Regions from separate parts of the Canis lupus genome. Here region 2 is linked to region 1. Evidence: chromatin contacts called from public Hi-C data. All regions are on one chromosome and are shown on one strand. Each heading gives the region's core, a stretch centred on a gene start, on an enhancer-like site or on the middle of the called end of the contact. The rest is flanking DNA. Distances are from core to core; before and after follow the strand shown.

What was found. Hi-C and Micro-C count contacts between places; a contact is called where the count stands out from the background.
Region 2: a Hi-C map of blood shows a contact between it and region 1, with 4 times the contacts expected there. The contact joins the promoter of TRMT10B here to the promoter of POLR1E in region 1. A contact is called at or near these places in 2 of 9 Hi-C or Micro-C datasets (amygdala and blood).

Annotation. Positions count from the first base shown.
Region 1 is chr11:54,123,351-54,128,962 of UU_Cfam_GSD_1.0, reverse strand. It overlaps POLR1E (DNA-directed RNA polymerase I subunit RPA49), which reads right to left and starts at 2,013. Exons shown (of 12, transcript XM_038552853.1): 1 at 1,819-2,013; 2 at 1,203-1,306. The coding sequence starts at 1,894.
Region 2 is chr11:54,386,079-54,391,100 of UU_Cfam_GSD_1.0, reverse strand. It overlaps TRMT10B (tRNA methyltransferase 10 homolog B), which reads right to left and starts at 1,683. Exons shown (of 9, transcript XM_038552870.1): 1 at 1,536-1,683.

The DNA of each region.
Region 1 (5,612 bases), core at 764-3,263:
AGTGAAAAAGCACCACCACAACCAATGTTGAGAGGTATCAAGCATATTGTCTCCCTTTCCCACATTTGCAAAAGCTTTAGAATCCAAACCACAGTGGATCAGAACTAGAGAGCCTCTGGGAGGTGATCCAGCCCCACTCTCCAAGTGAATCTGGGTGTCTCTGGGAGAAAGGCAAGAGGACTTTTGAAAGGGAAGCCCCATATAGTGCTGGCTTCTAGCTGGTCTGAAAAGTGCTCAGGGGAGCTATACCACAGGACTTGGGAGAGAGCTCCTGGGCTAGCACTTAGAGGCATGCAACAAAATGGTTCTGCCAGCAACCTCCTGGGCCCAAAGTCCAAGCCTTCCTGAACTTCTTTGTCCATCTCTCCCATGGCTGCTGCTTATATGCTGGCAGGACTATGGAGACAGCTAATTCACTCCTCAATCACAGCCAAGCTTTCCTGCTTCCCTATGTTTGTCCCTGCTCTCCTTTTCACTTGGAATAGGGAACCTCAGCTGTCAAACCGTCCTCCAGTCTTCAGAGCTTAGCTGCTATGTGTCCTCCCCCAGGAAGGCCTTCTGACAAGCAGAGACTTCCTGAGCTCAAATGAACTCGTTCCAGGCTCAGAGCTTGCAGGCTTGTGTGAGTTACTGAACTCAAAACCAGTTCTCACCTTTCGAAAGCAGTTGTTCTCACCCAGCAAATCACCCTTGGTTGGGGGGGGGTGAGGGGGCGTGAGGGACACCTCTGGGAATTCTGGGTGTCACAAAGAGGAGGTGCTACTGGTATCTAGTGGTTAGAGACCAGGGAAGCTGAACATCCCGCAATGCACAGGTCTGGCCCACAACACAGAATTATCTGGATCAAAATGTCAATAGTGCCAAGACTGAGCAACCCTGCTCTAGAGTAGGAGCTCCCCCAGGGTGGAGCCAAGTCCCATTTCGCTATTTCCCGTGCAGCTTACAGCACAGCCACGGTGGGTGCTCAATAAAAGCTTGCTGAATGAATAGATCAATGAAAGGTCATCACTTCACCAAAAGTACATAACTGAATGAATGGAGCCTGTCCCCACACCCCAACCTGCTGGGACTCACGGTTCTCCCAAGGCTCATTTGCTATCTCTTTTCTCCTCTCCCTCCCTCCCACATCCACCCACACCCAAGCGCCTCCAAGACCTTCAGAAATCTGCAGAGTGGAGGCAGCTGGCCCCCGCAGCACTTACCAGAATCCGCTGACTCCTCTTCCTGGGGTTTGTGGAGTCATTGCTCTTGTACAAAGTAAAACGCACGTTGCCTGGATTCTGCAGCTTCCCGTTGGAGAACTGCACTGTAAGATTGCAGCGCAAAAATGAGATGAGTAGAAGGACCCACAGTGTGTATGGTGGGGAGGAACCGGACTGTTCGTTGGGAGAGAGCGTCTGAAGGCATGGGAGTGGTAAGGAAGCCCAGGCCTGAAGGGGGGCCTGAAGGAGGTCCCTGCCGGTCGGGAAGAGGAGACCGGGAGGTGAGGGCAGTGCTGGCGAAGGGCCGCGACGGAAGGAGATGACCAGGGTTAAACAGCTGAAGCCTAGCCCAGACCGTGGAGAAAAGGATACGGGGCAGGTGTGAGTGCGTGACGGGGTGACTGGGAGAGCCCTGAGGAGGAGGCTGCCTGGGATGTCCCCATCCAGGTGGTGACAGAGAGATGGGGGGTGACCAAGTCCCAAGCAGTGCCGGAGGCTAGAGGGCGTCTTGGCCCAGCCGGGAAAGGGGTCCGGCAGGGGCAGGAGGGCTGCAGAAGCACCCAGACGGGAGCGGAGGGAGCTGTGCGGGACTCGGCTCCGGCTCCGCGGTCTTTACCCAGTACGGCTCTCTGGCTCTCGTCGGGCTGCCCACAGTATAGCCACCGCGCACTCGGCAACACCTCCGCCGCCATCTCCCGGTCCGGCCGCCAAGGCTAAGGACCCGGATAGACTCGGCCCGGAGCGCCTTAGCGGTCCACACGCGGCGGCAGAACCGCGGGGCGGAAGAGGCGTGGCCTCCTCGGCCCCGCCCCGCCCCGCGCGTGCGCACACGGCGCGGCCCCGCCCCCGCCGCGCTCCCCCGCCCACTCTTCGCCCCGCCCCGCCGCATGGAGAGGCGGGGACTCTCTCTGCCAACCCTGGGGGCCCCAGGCCTCTGCCCCGCTGGCCTCCCGGGGGCGCCGCGCTCGCCTACGCGTTGAGGGTTGTGGGGGATCAGGCGACTTAGCAGAGCGGAAGGGCCAAAGCCGGACCCTTTGAGCGTGGATTCAAAGGCAGGTATCTTTGAGGGCAAGAACTCAGGTGGCCTCATCTGTTACCCAGGTCGCCTTCGAGTCTCAACAAAGTACGTCACCAATTGTCCCAGTAAAGTGTTTACAGCAGAAAGAACCTGTCCGAAAACACAGGTTGCATTTACTCAACGGTCTTTAGTTTCCTTCAACCCAGAACAGTTCCTCATTTGCAGTTCCTGCAAATTTTAAAGATTACAGGCCAGTTGTTCTGTAGAATGTCCCTCAATCTGGATTTGTCTAATGTTTCCAAATGACTAGTTTCAGGTTATGCGTGCGCCTTTGGCAGGGCTATCACGGATACGATGCTCACTGTATCCTATTAGGTGGCCCACAATTTCTCTTTGTCCGATTACTGATAACTTTGACCACTTCAACCAGTTAGAGGTTTCCCTGCTGTAAAATTACTCTCTTTGCTTTGTAATTTCCCTTTGTACCTGACTCTTATTTTGTGAGTGGGTATTGAGAAACTAATTTCCTGTTCATCGCACTACCAATTTATTCATTTATTTATATCAGTCTGGACTTGTAGATTCCTATTTTATTCAATAGATTAGAATCTACTATCACCTATTTTCAAGTTCTAGTTTTATCAGATCGGGCCAGTGGAAACCCCGTTAAGTTGGTTTCTGGGTTCTTTTTACATGTCCACATCATTTTTTTGAACGTGTCCTTACTTTCTGGCACAAGATATTTCAATTTGTCATGTAGTTTCCCTGCCCCAGCCCTGGAATCACCCATTTCTCCAAGGAGTTCTGGTTTCTTTTGGTAGGAAACAGTATTCAGAAACTAAGATCTCTGTAGTAGGTATGGACTGCTTGGGGGATGTCACAGCTCCCAGGCCTGAATGAACTGACTTAGGGATTATATGTAAGTAAACACACTTTCACAACTAACAGTAAGTTTCTAAAACTTAGAATTTCTAGATCCATATATATTGAAAACCATGAGATCATAGTGACTTCTAATTCCAATTCAGCACCACAGAGTTTATTCTGATTTTCCTTCCTCCCATATTTGTAACTTCCTTCTCTGACAGTGAGAAACCTGGGTTCCATTAGTTAATATATTACTTATTTGATCAGTCCTCCTTTAACACATCTCCCATCACTATCACCACCACCATCACCTGACATGGGGGTGATTATTAGCCCGTTCAGGCTCTAACACCTTAAACCAAGTTCTGACCACTACATGGATACTGTATTAGAGTTCTCCAGAGAAGCAGAACCAGTAGGATATCTCTATCTATATATATATTTAGAGAGAGAGAGGTTTATTAATATGAATAATTGGTTCACACAATTATGAAGGCTGAGAAGCTCCACAGTTTGCCATGTGTACACCAGTAGGAAAGCTGGTGGTGTAAGTCTGAGGGCCTGAGAACTAAGGAACCCTGCCAGTGGTTTAATTTCAAGCGCAATGATCAGAGAAGATGAGACAAGATGTTCCAACTCACAAATGAGGCAAGAAAAAAACCGAAAACACTCCTTCTTCCTCCACCTTTTGTTCTATTCAGAACGTCAAGAGATTGGATGATGTCACCCACACTGGTGAGGGCAGTCTACTTTACGGAGTCCACTAATTAAATTAAAATGGTAATATCCAGAAATACTCTCATAAACACACATAGAAATAATGTTTAATCTGGCACCTAGAAGCCAGTCAAGTTGACACATAAAATTAACTATCGCAGATGCCCTCCTTATCCTGTTTAGACTCTGACAACCCTCACCAGGGTGTCCCCCTGCCCAGATGCCCTTCTCACCTTGATTGGGCTCAGAAAGTCTGTACCAGGCCACACTTTCCGCTTGGATAACCTTCTCATCTTGCTTGGCTCCAGTACCCCTGCTCTAGACCACTGCAGGCTCCCCTGTACCTCTGAGGGGAAAGCTACTTTGCTTGATCACTGAATGGCTTTTGGATTGAGTTGTTCAGGAAGAGAAAAGGAAAAAAGGTAAGGGGGAAGGAGCTTAATTGCCTAATTATTTACCTGTCTCCCCTATTGGATACAAACTTACTTGAGGCTAACAATAAAGTTGGGGGTTTAGCAATAAACGGATTTGTGGATTATTTATTTATTTATTTATTTATTTATTTATTTATTTATTTATTTAAGAAACAGAGATAGCACATAAGCAGGAAGGGCTGGGAGAGGGAGCGAGAACCTCAAGTGGACTCAGAGCTGAGTACAGAGCTGGGCATGGGGCTCAATCCCACAACCCTGAGATCATAACCTAAGCCGAAACCAAGAATCAGATGCCCAACCAACTGTGCCACCCAAGCATCCCAATTTATATATTGTTTTGTGCATCTCTAGCTCCCGGAACAGTACCTGGCACATAAGTAGATCCTCAATAAATATCGAATGAATGAATGACACGGCAAGGAATGAATTTGAATCATCACTAAATCCTAGGAATCCCGGGACTGGAGCTCAAAGATGCTTACTAACCGTGCTTCAAATTGACTGGCATTGGGGTTCACACAGAGTAGATTCTCTGTAAATGTTGGTTGGTTGAATGAACACATGAACAGTTAAGTCAAAGTTAAGGGGTGACAAAGAAGACAGCATGACTACAAGGAGTCAATTGTAGCTGAGAGGTGTCCTGACCCTCTTAATATAAGGACATTTAGCCTTGCTGCTCAAAGTGTGGTTCTTGGGCTAGCAGCACTAATGTTATCTGGGAACTCATCAGCAGTGCAGAATCTGCAGCCCTATCAAATCTCCTGAATCAGAATCTGCACTTAACAAGATCCCTGGGTGATTCGTGTGTGCTTCAAGGTTGGGAAGCGCTGTTGTAAAAGATTGTTTCCCTTTTGGGCACATGTTTACCAGTCTGACGAGTCTGTGAAAGTCCTTAAAATTGGATGCTTTATGGCTACATGGAAGAATGAAGAAAGCACACATGGATTGAGAGTAAAGACTCCCAGAATAACCACAGTTAGGAATTCAAAGTGACAGCGCTTCTACTTGGGGAAGCAAAGTGTTAATGGCGGGGTGACTAGGAAGGGGACTGTAACATACCCCTATGTTGTTTAATTATTTAGCAGTGATTCAAAACTCGTGTACACTGTATATGTATATATACATGTGCATATAACTGGGAGGAGGCAAGCTGGAGGGAGCCCTACTCAGGCAGTGCCCCAAACGCAGAAACTACAAAGCCTTCTTCTAAATCAGAATCAGGGGTAATCAGAGGCAACATTTACCATTAAATGTTTGTTTATAAGCTTAGTTTGGAAATTCAGAGACTTCTGGAGTTCTCTCAGCATCATTTTTCAGGAGAGTGAACGGATATTTAGAGAATAAGAAAAGAATAAGGTCCGGGGCACGGTGCGG
Region 2 (5,022 bases), core at 434-2,933, 260 kb before region 1:
CACCTGGGCAGCTCAGTGGTTGAACGTCTGTCTTTGGCTCAGGGCGTGATCCTGGGGTCCCGGATTGAGTCCTGCATAGGCCTCCCTGCGAGGAGCCTGCTTCCCCCCCTGCCTATGTCTCTGTCCCTCATGAATAAATAAATACAATCTTTTAAAAAAAAAAAAAAAAGGTGTTTTCTGGCGTCGCCTGGGGGAATCAGTCGGTTGAGCATCCGACTCTTGATTTCAGCTCAGGTCATGGTCTTAGGGTCATGGGATTGGGCCCCGTGTCAGGCGTGGCATTCCACTTGGAGTCTACTGGAGATTCTCTTCCTCTGCCCCTCTCCCATGCTCTCGCTCTTTCTTTCTCTAAAACAAATAAATAAATCTTACAAAAAAGAAAAAAGATGTTTTCTGAGCCTCTGTTACAGTCCAGTACTGAGTATTGGAGTTTCTCAATTAGTTACTAATCCTGTAACAGTTAATAAGCACCCAACATAACAGTGCATGCTGAGGATTTGAGAATGATGTCCATTCTGCCTTCACAGGGCTCCAATTATCTGACTCAGCCTTGCATCATGGATGGTCTGTTTCCCCACTACATTATAAGCTCTTCCAGGGAAGAGACGATAAAGAATTCAGGTGCACACACTCAGTGACCAGTACTGAGCCTTGCAGAATGAAAAGCATCATCTTAAATGTTTGATAATTATGTTACCCTTCTGCTCACAATTATGCAGTGTTTTCCATTTCACTTATATACATAACTGAAATCCTTACAATGGCCTATACTGATCATTAAGGTCTGCCTCCCCCCCCCCCCCCCCCCCCCCCGCCCCCAATCAAGTGTCCTCTGCACTTTCTGGTCTAATTGCTGCTCCTAACATACCAAGGATAGTCTCACCTCAGGGCTGTGCACTTGCTCTCATTTCTACCTCCAGTGCTCTTCCCCTAGATAACTATATGACTACCTGCCTCATTTTATTCTGATTTTCATTATCTGACATGTTTTACTTACTTTTTATCTGAATTTCTCCATGTCTATCATGTAAGCAGATGTTCTGTTTGCCTTGTCCACTACCCTGTATGCCTACAAAAAGGCTTGGTACATAACAGACGCTCAATAAATACTTGCTGACTTGATCAATTCCCCACCCCACTCCCCATCTCTGAGTTGGCCTCAGATCTTTCCTCACCCAAGTCCCACCTGATGAGCATATCCCTGGACGCTAAGTGATGGGCCAGCCTCTGTTTGCACGCTTTTCTCATTTTCTAAAATTTAGTTCACGGAAGCTGGCTCCAGTCCTCTGGCACCTTCAGCACTAGAGCACCCAGACCCCCGACCCGAGAGTACCCCACCTGTGGGCCCCGCCTCTCCTACAGGCTGCTAGTGTGAGGGGAGGCGGCAAGGGAAAGCACCAAGAAGGTGGAGGACACGAGGCCACAAGACTGTCGAGAGGACCTTCCCGGTGACTGTGCCGCCCACGCACGAGGTGGCAGTCCCAAACCAGACCCCTCCAGCCCCAGGCCCGCCCCGCAACGAGCCCCTGGCGTACCTGAACCCCTCACCTCACGCAGCCTCCGCGGCGCACGTCAAGCCCCGCCTCCGGCCTCACTTCCGGTTCCTGCCCCCTCTCCGAATGGCATTCTGGTAGTTGTAGTTCTCACCCTGGCATCTAGCTCCAGTCCACCAGTCCACCCGCGCTGACACTAGGGTGTTGCCTATGGTTTACGCAGATATTGATTGCCTCGCCTGTCTGAGCCTGTTTCCCGGCTGTGAGATGGAGATTACAATCCCAGCCGCTCACAGACCTCACAGGGTAGCGGCAGTAACCAGGGGTTTTGAGGGCTGTCAAGAACTGGGCAATTGGGAAAGTGGGCTGCAACCAGTCTTTTTTTTTTTTTTTTTTAAGATTTTATTTGATTCACGAGAGACACATAGAGGCAGAGACACAGGCAGAGGGAGAAGCAGGCTCCCTCTGGAGAGCCGGATGCTGGACTCAATCCCAGGACCCTCCCTTCACACCCTGAGCCAAAGGCAGATGCTCAACCAGATGTTCCCTGAAACCACTCCCCCCCCCCTTTTTTTTTTTGAAACCAGTCTTGAGTCACCTTTCATTTCAAGCCTGGGGGCCTTGCCCTCCCCTGGGCTCCTCTACAAGCCACAGAACCCACCAGCTGACACAGCCTTCCCTGAGTACACAGCGGCCCTTACCACCACCTGGCTGTTCAGGCAGAGAACAGAAATATCCCAGTTTGGGGCCTTAACTAATGAGTCTAGCCTCTGGCCATTCTCCCTTACTCAATTCACCTCAGAGATCCATGGGGAAAGTGAGGCTCAGAGACATGAAGAGACTTGTCCAAGCCTTGGTCTGATAAAAATTATCAGCCACTCTTCACTCTTCCCCTTATTCCCAGGGGTCTCACCCTTTCAGAGAGACCCTAGCATGAATGAGCTGGAAATATCTCCTGCCAAAGATACTACAGCCCTGTTGGATTCCTCCTTGACCCCACACTGTTTCCCTCTCTGGACTTTCTTCCCACAGCTCCTCCAACACCTCCACCCTGTCCCTAAGCCTTCAGTTCATCCTTTATTGGCTACTACAGCAATTTTATTTTTTTTTTATTTTTTTAAGATTTTATTTATTTATTTATGAGAGACACAGAGAGAGAGAGAGGGGCGGGGGGTGGGGAGGGCAGAGACAGGCAGAGGGAGAAGCAGGCTCCATGCAGGGAGCCTGACGCGGAACTTGATTCCGGATCTCAAGGATCAGGCCCTGGGCTGAAGGTAGCGCTAAACCGCTGAGCCACCTGGGCTGCCCCTACAGCAATTTTTAAATGCTAAAAGTAAACATTCTTTATCTCCCAGAAGGCTTTTCCTAAAACCCAGCTATAACACCTCTTCTCTGCTCAGAAGCTGGTCCTGGATTTCACTCAGCTGGGCTTGGGAAGTGGCTCAGATGGTCTTCAGTGGCTCCCATCACACCTACTGGTCCCTGCACTTTGCACTCCCTGCCACTGCTCTTGTATCTCTTCTTGCCCCTTCCACCCTTCACCGCCACCCCCCAAATCCCACCACGCAGTGGACATCTGTTTTCCAGATGATTGTGTCTCCTCTGTTCCAAATCCTAGTGGCTTCCCACTGTACTTGGATATAAAGTCTAACTTTCCCAAAGCCTTCCTGGACTGGTTCCTGACTGCTCCACCAATCTCATCTATCACTCTTCCTCTGGCTTGCTGTGGTCCAGTCACACCTGGCTTCTTGAAATGCTTCAAGTATACCAAAGATTTGCACGTACTGTTCCCTTTCCTCTCACTTTTTCTATGGCTGGCTCCTTCTTGTCCTTTAGGCTTCAGCTTAAACCTTCCATCTTCAGAGAGGTCTTCACTGATCACCCAGGTAAGATTGGCTCATCCTATCAACATCTTGGCACTCTTTGTTTCTGTATATCACCTGTCAGTAATCTTTTTTTTTTCCTGTGTCTTTCCTACTAATTTTAAGTTCCTGAGGGAACATCTATCATGTTGATGGTTTGGTTCCCAATGTCACTGCATGGTTTGATGATAGAATCACCAAATGAGTGATTTTTCTCCTTTCTTAACACATCCCAAACTTACCCTCCTATCTGCCAAGTCCAGGACAGGATACTCAGTAGCTACTCCATAAATACTTCTTGACATAGTAGTTCTCATTAATGCTGCCTCCTACAGGAAGACTTCCACAATCACTACTCTGTCCACAACTCCAAAATGACTTCTCTTCTTTGAGCTCTCACAGCATCTTATATGTCCTCTTTCATTGTCCTGAGCCGACAGTGCCTTATATTATAGGTCTCTACCTTTACATGTCATCCTATCTCTTAGACTAGGAGCTCTTGAAGACAGGATTCTCATCCAATTATTTACATCTGTAATCCTGCATCAGGCATCACCTGTGATGGGTGTAACAAATGTTTTTATAAAGAAATAGATCAGCCAATGTGATGGTGAGTGGGAAAAGGATAGAGAAGTGCAAATGTCTGCTAGTTTCTTAGTCATTAAACACGACTCTTGCACTGCATCACATTCTACGTATTTCATCTAGGGGCCTATGTATCTCAAAGTGCTAAACAGGACCACCCCCACCCCACCCTTCATTTTAGCCTCTCAACAATGAGGGATTTCCCAGAACTTCTGGAACTTAGTACTCCTCAGGGGAACTGCAGAGTAAACTACCAACTCCATACAGTAGCAACCCAAGAAAGTTAATGGATTTGAGGGGAGAGCAAGTGAAGAAAGACAGAAATAAACATTTGAGTACCTATGCCAGAGGCTTCACAGTCTTCCTGCCTTCATGATTATTTCTCACAATAACACTGAATGTGTATTACATAACGATCTCTAGTTCAGGATATTGTCCCATTGATAAGAAAATGTATTCAATGTATCTAAATAAGGCATCTGGCACACTGTAGGCCCTCATTAAATGAGACTAGTAATAGTTCCTTTTGTCCATTGGAGAAACTGAGGCCCAGAGCAGTGCCTATAATAACACTATCAGGATTCAAGCCTTGGTTGAGTTGAAGTCCTGAGCTCTTTAACTTGTGAACCTATAAATCATGTCCATGTAAATAAGTTGCATAGCTTTTCAGAGCTTTCTGCTGGTAAAAGTGTTCAAGTCCTGTTTAATTAACATCATACAATTTTTATTATTTCAGTGTACTATTGTTCCTATTTTTCATGGCCACAAAGTCACTTCAAATCTATGTTCAAGGGCCTTATTTAAATGTTATTCAAAATATTGTGTGAAAAGAAATAGGCCTCTAAGAAAATTCATCTTTTCCTGGCACGAGTACTGGTTAACTGGTTAGTTAACAAGTAACTGGTAACAAGGGGTGAGAAGAGCATCTTCTCTTCTCCTAAAATATTGCTTTCCTCTGATTCCCAAGATCTTAGGTACTTAGGTACTCATTCTGCTCCCTGCTTTTTCTGGGTGAAGGAGAGGAATTAGGGGGCCAGTGCAGACCACAACTGATCAGGAGTACCAGAAGGACAAAGGGACCC